3 separate regions of the Mus musculus genome follow, and all the other regions are linked to region 2. Evidence: chromatin contacts called from public Hi-C data. All regions are on one chromosome and are shown on one strand. Each heading gives the region's core, a stretch centred on a gene start, on an enhancer-like site or on the middle of the called end of the contact. The rest is flanking DNA. Distances are from core to core; before and after follow the strand shown.

What was found. Hi-C and Micro-C count contacts between places; a contact is called where the count stands out from the background.
Region 1: a contact with region 2 is called in a Hi-C map of bone marrow-derived macrophages, with 4 times the contacts expected there. The contact joins two enhancer-like sites. A contact is called at or near these places in 1 of 15 datasets of contacts at CTCF or cohesin (pro-B cells) and 2 of 484 Hi-C or Micro-C datasets (Th17 cells and bone marrow-derived macrophages).
Region 3: a Hi-C map of CD8 T cells shows a contact between it and region 2, with 2.2 times the contacts expected there. The contact joins the promoter of Rasa1 here to the enhancer-like site in region 2. A contact is called at or near these places in 1 of 39 promoter capture datasets (macrophages), 12 of 484 Hi-C or Micro-C datasets (the C2C12 cell line, CD8 T cells, the MC38 cell line and 8 more), 3 of 115 datasets of contacts at active chromatin or transcription factors (the 230-238 cell line, bone marrow-derived macrophages and embryonic stem cells) and 3 of 9 other capture datasets (adipose tissue, liver and macrophages).

The regions. Positions count from the first base shown.
Region 1 is chr13:85,550,076-85,554,796 of GRCm38.p6, forward strand. No RefSeq gene overlaps it. Among named protein-coding and RNA genes, the nearest start is that of Rasa1, 260 kb to the left of the region's middle. Within about 2 kb of position 3,261, at least 7 of the 459 cell types and tissues checked have an H3K27ac peak or open chromatin away from gene starts, as enhancers often do. A contact at or near this core is called in bone marrow-derived macrophages, where this site is marked.
Region 2 is chr13:85,416,596-85,420,936 of GRCm38.p6, forward strand. No RefSeq gene overlaps it. Among named protein-coding and RNA genes, the nearest start is that of Rasa1, 130 kb to the left of the region's middle. Within about 2 kb of position 2,261, at least 18 of the 459 cell types and tissues checked have an H3K27ac peak or open chromatin away from gene starts, as enhancers often do. A contact at or near this core is called in the C2C12 cell line, CD8 T cells, adipose-derived mesenchymal stem cells and 2 more, where this site is marked.
Region 3 is chr13:85,286,884-85,291,637 of GRCm38.p6, forward strand. Rasa1 (RAS p21 protein activator 1) reads right to left here and starts at 2,603. Exons shown (of 25, transcript NM_145452.3): 1 at 1,513-2,603. The coding sequence starts at 2,024.

The sequences.
Region 1 (4,721 bases), core at 2,011-4,510, 130 kb after region 2:
TAACACCAGGTTGTACCTTGGAGCTGAGTTCTTGGGCTTCTGAAATGAATCCCAGTACCAGATAGAAAATGAAGTCTGTCATATCCATGCCAGAATTCACAGAACTTGCAGAAATACTTAGGACTCTGCATGATGGTGGGACAGACTTCTATTGTAGCCTACATTCAATTAGCTGTGGAGAGGGTCTCAGTCAAGTCCATTACTCACTGTTTGTACACTTGCACACCCTGCAGTTGTGACACTTGGGTATGATTCTGCCTATCATCATCTTGGGAAGCAAGAAAATATTTGCCCTCTAACCAGGAGCAACATAGCTATAGCCACCCAGGCTATTGCTCACAGAGGCTCTAGATTTTTCTTGGCTCCAGATAGAACCCTGCACTTGGTGAAACACATTGGAGTTTTGATCTTCCTTTTCTACTTTATATGATATGTCCCTGGGGATACTTATAAGTCTTGAGGCTTGTGAAACAGATATAATCTAGTATAATGTCAGACTTAATGGCAAAGGGGGCTGCTTTCACCAATTCTTCCCCTGAGATTTTGGCAGCATAGTACAGAGTAATAGTTAATTAGCAAGCACTAGACACTGGCCCTCTTTTATCAGACTTCTACTCCAGAAGCTTCAATCTATGGCTTATTGATATGGTCTGGAGCCAAGTAGCTACTTCATTAGTAGTCCATAACAGCATGGATTTTATCTTTTCCCATTGCTGAGTCTGTCTTGGTAGGTTTTAGGTTCAAGTAGGTTGATGGCTGCAGATATGACTAGAATTCTAGAACTGGTTCATCTATATTGAATTTGCCATTTGCAGATCGCCACAGTGCTTCATCACACATTGGTGGCTGTGAAAGAGGCATTTGAATCTTAGTCTTATGAAAGACTCCTGGAATGAATTAGTTCTTCAGCAAGCCTCCCGGTTCTCCATTAACATGCCTGTCAATTTGTGATAAACTTGGGTTTGTGGTGGGCTTGTATTGTCAACTAGTGCTGAAATAGTGACAGTGACCCAATAGCAACTCCCCACACTTATGGGCCTGGATGCTGCCCCATGGTGAAATAGTGCATGTGTCTACTAGTGCAAAGAAAAGAAGTCTGTTTACAATTTCTTTAAAGACAAGCACAAAACCAGACTAAAGGAGGCTGGAAAAGATGGTTTAAGTAGAGTATTCCATATGGTGTTCATGGACATGCCATCCAACTTTTGTATAATCAGAAGTGCTTACAAAGGAAAGTCACTTTTCACCTTGTCCTCCTCAGTCTCAAGGTCAAACACAATGCTGAAGAGAAAACAGCAGGAACAACCAAAACCTTTGTGAAATAGAAGCAATGAAAATCAGGTAGAAATCCTTGGGATAAAACCTACACTAAGCAACGATTTAAAGTGTGTTAGAAGACAGCAGTAGCAGAAGAGATAAGACAGGAGAGAGAATTAATGAGCCCATAGACAAGGCAGGTGACAATGTGTACTCAAAGTAGTAAAAGAATGATTAGGAATAAGTAGAATCTGTGATTAATAGCAAAAGATTTACCATTTGGTTAGTAATATTTGGGAGGTACATAAAAAGGTGGATGAGAGAGAAACTAGTCAATTAATTTATATGCAGAAAATTTCAAACCTACAGAAGGAAGCAAATACACAGTATAGGGATGTTAGACAGTTGGAATCGAACTAGGCCTATGGCAAATATAATCAAACTCACAGTGATGAAAGGAAAAGACAGTTTTTAAGGCTGCAAGAAAACCAGGAAAAAAAAACCCAAAACATACAGTCGTTTTCCAGGTAACCTGGCTTCAGGCTTTTCAGTCATAACCTTGTATGCTAGGAGGGAGTGTATAACATTTTCACAACACTGGATAAAAAAGAAGAAAAGAAAAAGTCCAGAAGTGGATGCTCACAGTCAGCTATTGGATGGATCACAGGGCCCCCAATGGAGGAGCTAGAGAAAGCACCCAAGGAGCTAAAGGGTTCTGCAACCCTATAGGTGGAACAACATTATGAACTAACCAGTACCCCGGAGCTCTTGTCTCTAGTTGCATATGTATCAGAAGATGGCCTAGTTGGCCATCACTGGAAAGAGAGGCCCATTGGACTTGCAAACTTTATATGCCCCAGTACAGGGGAACGCCAGGGCCAAAAAGGGGTGGGGGGGGTAGGGGAGTGGGGTGGGTGAGTGGGGGACTTTTGGGATAGCATTGGAAATGTAAATGAGGAAAATACCTAATAAAAAATTAAAAAAAGAAAAAGTCCAGTAAAGAACAGCACTAAGCCAATTAAAAAAAATGAAGAGATAAAACCTTCACAGATAAAAAGAAGAAGCTAAGTGAATATATACCAGATGTGTACTAGAAAAAAAATGCTAAAAGAAGACCTGAAAATTGCAGAAAGATGTGAATGAGTAAGAAGAAATAGTGGAAGGTGCCAAATTCCACTTTATTTGTAGAAGTCAATAGAAAAAAAAACAAAAACAAAAACAAAGAACCTTCAGGACCTCTCTATAAGTTCTGATACAGCATGTACCAACAAAAACAAATTCAGAATGACATAATATTAAAGTACAGAGCATAAAGCATTTATGTCTTCAGTGTAAAGACCATGAAAAAAATATAAATGTAACAGTTTCTTGGTCTAGTGTTATGTTTAGGTTTGACCATAATGTCCAAGTCTGGCAAGGGGCTGAATACAAGAGTCAAGTTTTTATTAGTTTAATAAAATCAACAAGGAAACACCAAAGTTATTTTGTACCCTTTATCAACAACAGCAGCAGCAGCAACAACAACAACAACAACAACAACAACAACAACAACAACAAAAGCTAGCATTTATTCACAGAAATTTCATCCAGTAATTGCAAAATACATGTTCTTCTCAGCACAAAAAGCATATTTAGAACAGGTTACAGAACACGTCTCAAAAACTTGAAGAATTGAAATCATAATTTTATTAATCACAAATACAATAAAGTTAGAAATCAAAAACATGAAAAACTTTTGGAAACAGTTAAAATGTATGGAATAGAATAACTTACTCTATAACGACCAGTTAAACAGGGAATAAATCAAAAGTGAATTAAAAAGTTTTCTTAAGTCAAATGGCAGTGAAGTTACAATGGGATAATTGCAAAATGCAGTAAAATGCGGGTGGAGGTTACTACAGTGACTTCCTTAAAGAGTCGGAAAACTATATACACTATTACTGTGTCTCAGGAAACTAGGCAAGAAAGAACAAACAAAACACCAGTCAGCAGAATGGCAGACTTTATAAAGATTAGGGAAGTAACAAATGCAATTGAGACTAAAAGCAGTAAAAATTGAAAACAAGAACAACACAAATGACTATTGAAAGAACTGGTTCTTTAGAAAGGCAGAGGACACAGAAAACATATCTAGAGTCAACAGAGAGATGTTAGATGTGGTACTACAGAAATACAAGGAACGATTAGAGAGTGCTGTGGTCAACCTACATCCAAAGAAATTTGACAACCTAGAAAAATGGAGAAATTAATGAATACATTACCAAGACTGAAATGAGGAAACAAAAAATGTCAGCAACTCAACACTGAGTAATAAGAGTGAATCAGTAATAAAAGTCTTCCACTGAAGATCATCTCATAATCAGCATTTTTGTTGGCACAAATAAAATATTTAAAGATTAATTCATAGCAACTCTTTATTATTCCAAAAGTTAGGAGGAGAATTTCTCCAATCACATTCTATGAGGTCAATAGTAAATATGGTACCATCAATACCAGACACATCAACATCAACAAATTCTACCATAGGCCTGTCACCTTGGTGAACATAGATGCAAAAATCCCCCCGAAAATACAAGCAACCTGATTCCAACAGAATATAAAGATTATTCCCTAGGCTCAAGGGGGATTTATCTCAGGGATGCAAGGAGGTCAAATCAAGCTATTCACTTATAGAGCAGACAAAACCTCTGCGATGATCTCAGCAGGTATATAATGAAATACTACTTTCTCTAGCAAGACAGGTAAACACAGAAAAGTCTAAAAGTCTCAAACATTCAAAGAAATAGTGAAAATGAATCTGCATACACTGGTAGAACTGTAAAATAATTCAATCATTATGGAAAATAGTATGGCTGTTCAAAAGAAAAAAAAAAAAGAAATCTAATCGCCATATGGTTTTGTAATCCTGCGGTAGGTCTGTACTCAAAGCAAACGAAGCCAACATTTTGAAGAAATGGTAGAATCATTATTGTTACACCACTTTGATATTAATGGGAGAGGTTTTCTCTACTGGATTTTTCCTGGGATTGGGTGCTCTAGTCTGTACAAACATTAATTAACATATATCAATTAACATATATGCATGCTTTATGATTTGATGGACATTTACAACTTAAAACCAAAATTTTTATTGCAAAATTGAACATAACAGTTATTGGTAGTAGTCAAGAGGATAATACATTATTAGTATTTTGTTCACTTAGTAAATAATAGTTGTATTTAAATAATAAATGGATGAGACATAGCTAAACAGTAAAGTGAGGGAAAGTTTTATGCAACTGAGTTAATAAAATAAACGTTGACTTAAACTTGCATATTGAAACCTAAGAAGATAAAACTCAGCCCAAAAGAAGAATAAAAATAAAAGTAGAAATGTAAGGAGTAGAAAAACATTAAATTGATGAGCTTAAAAGCTGTTTAATTTTTAAAAAATGAATGAAGATGATGTCTTTTATAACAAAACT
Region 2 (4,341 bases), core at 1,011-3,510:
TATATCTTGCTATTTCTATCTTTTAAAATGCTATTATCTCACTGTGCTATTAAAGTTTAAGTGGGAGGACAATATACAATGGAAGAGATATAGTACAGTTTCCTAGCTGCCTTTTGTTTTGTTTTTATCCTTGAGGACACGAAGGGATTGCAAAAAGCCAAGTTCAACTAGAGTGTAAAAAACACTTTAGGGACTTTTGCAAGTGATTTTCAGAGACAGGAACATTATAAACAGCTTACTGAATGTTGTCCCTACAGGATAGCCTTTTCTATGTCTGGCAATTAACATCCAAAGGCCACATTTCTACTCAGTTGAGCAGTAAGAATCCTTCCTATGTAGGCAAAGGGACAGTGTGTGTCCGATGCTGATTCTTTAGTGTATTTACCATTTGAGCTTGGCTTTTCTTGGGATGCACTTTATTCTTAAGGTACATATATCTGTTTAACTCTTTGCTCTTGTTTCAATATTTAGCCTCAAGTGGCACAGTTCTTATTTCGTCTACAAATATCTAACTACACATGGCTAGAAAAACTTAGTGAAGAGTTCTAAGTAAATGATTTACTCAAAATATATCATTTGGGAGTTGTTTTGAATGATTATTTCTGAGGACATAAGTTGTTCCTGTTATGTGGAACAAGAAAGTCACAGATGGTTATTCTTTCTGTCATTTAGAGCAACAAACTCACAGAGAAGGAAGTACAATTCTTGATATTTAAGTCTTTTTGATTTGTGAAAGGCAAATAATGATATGTATTCAAATTAATGATTCTATCCATTTGTGTACAGTTCAATTTGATCACTTATATTCCAAATCTATCATATTTTGATAACACTGCTGGAACAAAACAGACTTACATCTTGTCTCCCTTAAATTGTTGGCTTTGGTCCTGGTGTATTGAACTGGAATATTTTCAAATCATAATTTCTGGTATAAAGGCCTCCAATACTACAGAGAAGATACATTTAGAATGAAAACAATATGTCAGTTAACAGTATTTACAGGGTTTACCATTCTTGACAGGGTTAGCTACTCTATAATGTCAGGGTTTTGTGGATGGTAGTTGGTTGGTGTCAACAGTATCTTCTTCTAGGAAACCCCAGTAAAAGTAAGAAGCTACTTTTGGGTTCGACAAACAAACAAAAAAAGCAAAACATACCCAATTCTGAAAGACTCCCATGTAAAAATAACATGATTTTTAGAGAGACAGTTTTTGCAGGTCCCATTGTGACATTTGAATGGACTAGACAGCCTTGTCAGGATGCCTAGAATGCTCACACAGTAAGGAAAATGTTACTGGAGCAAGCAGAAATATTGCCGGAGAGATGAGCCATTGGAATATTTGCCCGGTAAAAAGCTATTTATCTAGAGAAATATTTCTTTAACATATTTTATTTCTATGAGTGTTTGCCTGCATATATATGCATATATATGCCACGTGAGTGCCTGGTGCCTGAGGGGGACAGAAAAAGAATTAAGATCCCCTGGAAAAGGAGTTATTGATGTTTGTGAATGATTATGTGGGTACTGGGAAGAGAATCTGGGTCCTCTGTAGGAGAAGATAGCACTCTAAATTACTGAGCCATCTCGCCAGGCTCAAAGAAAAAAATGTTTTATAATAAATTTTCCATAAGTCTAAGTCACTGTGTATATTGCCCATAAATTGTATTATTTGAAATAATGCATTATAATTAATTATAATTAAGATCAGGAAAATATAAGCATATGGTTGTTCAAAGATGAGGAGTTACTTAGAAGTTTGACTACTATACAAGTTCATACAAGTGAATAACAAGACATGAAGTAAATACCTCTGATTCTTTTTTGTGTGACTGTGGGATAAATAGAATGGACCAATAGAAAATACCATACATTTACTTACAAAGAGCCGTAATTACTAATTTAGAAAAAAGATAAGATTCTTTATCATGCAATTATTTGTGAATTAAATTTAATATTTTAATATTATAACTGGAAGGAAACATTTTTAAAGTGGCCAAATATTGGGAAATTACTTTTTGCTTCATTAGAGAAAGTATCCAGATGAATAAAAGAGTTTCAAGAATAGAAAAAGTAGAAAGATATTATTAAGTGAAATATGACTTCGTGATGAAGGGGAGGTCAAAGTATATAACAGAAATGGGAGAGAAAAAGAAAAGTTCTGATATTCAAGTTGACCAATTCAGACTGAGGTTAGGGTGCCAAAAGAATGAGAAAGCCAAGCCTTAATTGATAAAAATAAAGAAAATGTTGTGCAAGGCTTAATCATCAGTATATGATTCATCTGGAAGCCAGGGATGAGCAATTGTGACAAGAGCTGCTTGGAGGAGAAGAGGAAGGATGTGGTCTTTAGTGTGAAAAATTCAAGGGAATGCAAAGTATACCTCTGTACATGAAAATATTCACTTACTCTCTCAAGATTCATATTTGGTGCTCATTGCCTATTGACCTTCTTACATCTGATGGTAAGAGAAATAAATGTTCTTGAATAAAGATTGGATGAAGATTGGATGTCTTAACTTGGTTCCTAAGAAATAGAATGAAAATAAGTATCAACTTATTTTGGGAGATCAACTCCAGAAAAGGTGGAGAGAGAGAAGGAGGGAGGGAGGAAGAGAGAGAGAGAGGGTAGAGGAGAGATCCAGATGAGTGAGTGTTACTGAGGAGTTCACCATTGCTGGGGATCATTTGTTGGGCCCATGATGGACTCTAGAAACTCTCATTCTATTTATATTTTGAGTCTATTAATAGAATCATCCACGAGATTGAGTTAGAGTCTTTTGGATTTAGTTGCCAAGAACCCCCAGACACACCAGAGGTATGTAACTAGACTTCCCTCAGTCAATCAAGTTAATAGTCAGGAATAACCATTTCATACTCTCCTACCTTTGGCTCTGGTAGATAATTTGCTCGTCTAATTGATGTGTTAAAATAGTGGCTCACATCTGAACACAGCACACTGAGCCCAAACAGTTCCACCCATACCTGAGAGGTTTATTGGGAGAGAGAGGGGTGGGGGTGGGGGGAGGAAGGTGGCAGCAGAAGGAGAAGGGAGAAAGAGAGGAGGGGGAAAGGCACTCCCCTTATTTATACGAAAAATGATGTAATGCAAGTAAAGGTGGGAGGTGAGCCAAGTGAATTCTGGAAATATGGTGCCTGTTGTCTTGGCAACAGGTCTGCAGGTCACGGTGTTGCCTATGTGATGTCATAGGTTTCAGAGGTCCTGATGCCAACACTAATGTCCTGACATAAAATTTCAGTGCTGAGTAATCAGCAAGTGATACTAATGAACGCTCCATATATCATATCCCTTGATAATGAGTAGAAAAAAATTAGAGAAAAAGACATTGACAGGAAAAAAGTCACTGAAGAAATCTGTGCAGAAAGGACAATAAAATGTTCTCAAAGATAAATCCACCAGTTTCAGTTACAACTGTTAATATACAGTAATAATTATCTTATATAGTAGGTTAAATATGCATGTATGCTAGAGAATTAGCAAAGCACCTCAACTGCCCTCTGCCTCTGATTCTTTCCCTACATCCCTCCCTACCTCCCTGTCTCCCCTCCTCTCTGCCTGCCCATTCATTTCTTCCTTACTTTTGATTTTTCTCTTCTACAAAAGCAACTTAGGGGATAAAAAGTTTATTTCAGGCCACAGTTCCATATTATAGTCCATCATAGTAGGGATGTCACAGCAGCAAGAGGTTAGGGGAGTTGGTTATACACTTTTATGATCAGAAAGGGAAAGCGGTGGATACAGACATGCTAGTGATGATCTGGTTTTCTCTGTTCTTACACAATCCAGATAATCCGACAAGAGAATGGACCTAAGGTAGGTGAGTCTTCCCATCTCAACTTGACAATCAGTGCTTACAAGCAAACCTCACAGACCTAATCAAAATCCCTCACTGAAACCCCCTGCATAGGTCATTCTAGACTATGTGATGTTGACAGTTAAACCCAGCTAGCACATTCTTTCACTTGTTCTTTCTCTTGTCTTTTCTTTTCCTTTTTGACTATTCCAACTTGGTCAGTCACTGCCTCCTGAGTGATCAGATTAAAGGCAAGGCCTGGCAAGAGAGCAATTTTTTTGTAAAGATAGTTGCCTCAAATGTAGTGCCAGTATGTGTTATTTGCCACTTTATTTTGAAGAGTTAAGATTGGGAGTGAATATATCATTGCTGACAACCTTTTCTTTGTCCTGTTATGAAAGCATGGAATGCAGTCTGCTATCTGCTCCAGCTCTCTACACTGTTCCCTGTCAGGAAACCCTGTTGGTAAGGTTGAAGTAAAATGGGAGACTCCCTTTGTCAGTGGGGCTTCTTTTCTGGGGGGAATCC
Region 3 (4,754 bases), core at 1,353-3,852, 130 kb before region 2:
ATTAAAACTTCAAATGGCTTTTTAAAAAACAGACTCTAAATATGCCTAACTCAATTACAAAAATGGCACAATACTTTATTCTTTCAGCATTAAATACTGTATTTTATTATAATAAAAACATAATTGTTTTCAAAAGTATGTACAGTGTGCTGCAATTTTTTAAGCCTTTCAGAACATTTCTGACAGACTGAAATACACAGATACAAATTAGAGAAAAATATTGAATGAAAAGTTATTCTTTGTATCAAATAACATTAAAAGAAACAGGACATCCTTTCACCATACCTGGTTGTATCAAAATAAACCTAAGTTGAAATTTACAAATGCATCAAAAACAAAGCCTTGTGACCAATGCATTTTCAAATTACATTATGATACAATACAATACCCATACTAATCAAAAGTGTACTCGCATTACAAAATGCCTCCCTGGTTATTTTAAAGTCATTTCTTAAGCCTCTTAAAGAAGCTAACCCTCCCAAAGAAAACTTCTAAAGTGTTTAGAAAGTGTCAATATATGAAACGAATCTTTTTTCCCTAATATTCACCAATGCTATTGAAATTCTAAGGGTCAATTATGATTGATATGAAAGATCTATAAAACATTTCTGACCTATTATTACTACTTTCCATCTCAACACTTTCCCTTCATCAAGATCAACCTACAGTTATAAATACATACCCATTTCACTTATGAAAAGAACACTTTTAAGGAGAGAACTCTAACTTTAGAGGGAGAGCCATTTGCCCTGATCATGTCACAATCAACTACCAAATTAATTTCCACTAACAAAATGCTAAAAGGAAAAATATTTAATATATTTAGTGTCATGGATATAATAAATATATAAAACATATTTGCATATTGCATATATTTATATGTAAATAAATAAATCTAATAATTCTAAGGAACAAGTTAGTGTTCAGTCTGGGGGCTCTTAATCACGTCTGTAATTCACAGAACTTTTTTTTTTCTCTCCACTTCTCTAAAGAGATCTAGTGTTTTTATGAATCGCAACGCTTCCAGCAGACATTAAGTAGGAGTTTGCAGCTGCAGTAAAAACAAAACATTCTGACCTATGAATTTGCAACTTACATTAATATAGTCATTTAAATACTTGTACTCAACGCCTCTGACTTCAGCAGGGAGCACTGGAGTTACAATAGACAGCGGTTGCCTTTATAGTGCCAAGTTCTGCTGAATCCCGGACACTATCTCAATTAGGAAGGGGCAGAACCATATCCGGTTCCCACTGAATACAGTTTCCCATGCTTCCCATCTTAAAAACTTTTACGTCTTCCCAAAAGAGCAATAAACATACGAAGACGCCAGGAAGAGTGCCTGTAGGGGAAAATGACTGATCAAATTAAATCCCTATATATGGAACCTGAAACTTCAAAACTTGTCAAACAAATCACAGCGGCAGGAGCACGGTATGTGTCGTTGCCCCTTCTTTCCCACTTCTTACACGGAGCCAGCTTCCACAATCCCTCAACAGCAGTTTGACTTACTGGTTAGTGGGAGGTGCGGTCAGCGGTATGGCCACCTCTTCCTCTTCGTATTCTGGTCCATCCAGGGAGTCACCTTCATCCACGGTCCCCAAACCGGAGCCCAAAGGGGGCAGCTGAGGAGGCGGCGGCAGAGGAGGGAATCCGCCGCCCGGCCCGAGCGTCTCAGCAGGCAAAGACAGAGTCCCCTTGGTGAAAGCGACGTCTCCCGCAGGTCCGGCGGCCGCAGCACCAGCCACGCCAGCAGCAGCACTGCCGGTCAGCGCGGCGCCCCCCAAGACACCGGCCACCGGCCCGGTCCCCAGGAACCCGGACCCCGACGCGGCTCCGCCACCGAGGGCCGCAACCAAGTCGGCGTCCGCCAGCCCGGGACACGGGGCGGCTGCCACCGGCAGGGCCGCGGGTAACTTGACCCGGCACGCTGCCGAGTAGGCGCTGGAGCCCGTGGCCGCGCCGCCGCCGGGGCCCGCCGTCGCAGGGCCGCCTTCCTCACTGCCCGCCTCGGCCGCCATCATGTTGAAGCCCGCTCTCCTCTAGCTACCCTGCCGCCCGGGAGCCCCGGGGGCCAGCAGGCCCGGGCTGCGAGCCGCCCCACCCAGGCGCGTCCCCCTTCAGCTCTCCAGGCAGAGGAAACAACAACAAAAGGAGAGCGCCCGCCGCCGCGCCCCCTCCCCGGGCCACAGCCCCAAGCTCCGCGGCTGCTGGCTGGCTTACGGGAAGCGACGCGGGCAAAAAACCCAGCGCCTGCAGAAACGCTAGGCAAACCTCGCCGCGCACACCCACACTCACGCGCACACATGCACAGGGGCGCCAAACTTCCTGGCTACGCTAAAGAGGAAGGGAAGCCCGCTGCAGCGGCTGAGGCAGCGCCGCCTCGGCCGCCGCCGCCGCCGCGCCTCAACGCCCGGGTTCCGGCCGCCCCCACCGCAGCCACCAGTGGGGCTGCCTATGCCAGAGCCACCGTAGCCTCATCTCCGCCGGCTGGAGTCGGGAGCAGTGGGCGGGGCCGAGGAAGGGGGCGGGCCCGCAGAGCCCGACTCCGCTGCGGGCTACCTGCGGCTCTCCGGAGCGAAACCCGGGAGAGAAAGAAGGGCGGGGCCGGGAAGAAGGGAGGGGCGGAGCGGGGGCTTCTGCGCAGGCGCCTTCCGGGAGCGCGTCCGGACAGAGGAGAAGGAAAAGCAGCCTGGGCAGGAAGCGGCGGGCGCGCGCGGAGGCGTGGCACAGCTTCCCACTGAAGGGTGCGGGACGTGTGGTGCGGCCGTCCCTCCACGCCACCGGGCTCGGTGCAGGCCTACCTCTCACGGCTTTGTTTACAGGGAGAGAAGGAAGATAGCTCATCTCCAGGCCCGAGGGACTGGAGGGACGAGGGGGCGATGAGAAGGAAAGGATGACGCCAGGAAGTCCATTCACTGCTTTGTAACTTGTAGAAAAATGGCCTTAGCTGCCCGTACAGTCGGCAACAAAAATCAAAACAGTATTCATAGTTTATTCCTTTCCGTCGCATGCTATAAATCACCGTATAACTTAGGTGAAATAATTTAAGCCTAGATCCTTGGACCTGAGAAAACAACGGTTGAAAGAAGCCATGGAGAGTATGAAGGTAGAAGTCAATGCTACCATTATATACATAAGTTCTCTTCACCGAATGTCTCCCTCACATGTTTGGCTGTCAGAGAAGGAATGTAGTATTTAGAGGAAAAGTGCCACCGAAGTCATAAACCAATATATTTTGTCCTAGTTTGTATGCAAAAATCTGCAACACATACCAAAGACACACTACATGTCTAAACTTTGACAGATCAATGTCACCCTTTATGAACCCTAGGAAAAAGTTTTATTTCCCGTACTTGTGTGTATATATAAATTCATAAACACATACTCAACTGTTAGAATTATCTTTTCATGTTCCCTGGGGATAGGTTCCAGGGGCCTGTTGAGTTACAAAATTATTATCTTAAATAATTTGGGCACATTTTCCCATTTACACAGTAAATCATCTCTAGCTTATCCACAACTCTTAATATAATCTAAATATCATTTATTTTGTTATTATTAGAATAATGACAAAAATTTATGCAGGTGGAATTTTTTCCAGATATTTTTGTATGTGGCACCCTTGAATCTATAGTTTGCTAATATGAAAGCAGATAGTATATAAGCAGCCATTCATATAGAGAGATCATGCTGGTTGCTTGAAATTTATCCGTGTTAGAAATTTGCCCTTTAGGGTTCATGTACTGTACTAGCTTTTCTGTTCTCCCTGGAAAGTGTCACATTGAATGCAACTGATTATTGATAATACTTTCTCTATTAAGTTTGACCAAGCTAACTTGCTGAGAATAGCAAGAGGCTGAGATAGAATACCAGGGAAAGAGGGAAGGAGTACCATTAAGGGAAATGACAAAGTACAGACAGGACATTTCCATATTCCTGTATACCCAATCTATAACAATCAAACTGATTTCAACAGTAGTAGTGCTTGCCTCTTGTGCAAAGTGTCAGCTGAGAAAGTGAAAGTAAATTGTATAAGGGAGCTAGAAGTCAGCGTTAAACTGACCAATTAGGTGTAAAAGAAATTTTTATCTGAGAATTTCTGAATCAGAAAATGCACCATTTGTGTTTAAATGAGTCCTTCCAGTGATTTTTGACACACTTAATTTGAGTACTACTGTGCTATAACATAGTATACTAATTAAGGAGGCAATATACAGAAACTTGAAAAGCTGTAAAAAGAACAGGTATCATTCATTCGGTGGATGGGTAAAATGTGGGTATTGGTTTGCTAAGGTCTGTATTCTAAACCAGCTAGCAAAGGAGAACAAAATGAAGCAGATTCATAATCGCTAAAATCAAAACGAAATGCTGCTTCTTACAGCAGCCTCCTTAGAGCAGATTTTCTTTTAAATGTACTCTAAAGTCCCAACTACTGTTTAGTTCATGAGCCACAAGTGCAACACCCCAACTTCATATCAACCATCCGAGTTAGAATTCAGGTCTTTGAAATGACTGTTTGGTTATCTATCACCACCTCTATTTATCAATCTTCTCAATTTTTTCTATGCCCTGTTCCTGAAAATTCAGGTCAGGCTCCCAATTCCAATCACAAACTTGCCTTCTCCTTTTCCCAAAATTAGGTAGCACTCAAATATCCACATTTAATACAGCCTGATACCTCTTAGACACATATTGTCTCCCAGTTACTTTTAAATATGTATAATTAGAAATCTTCACTGCAGAAACAACTC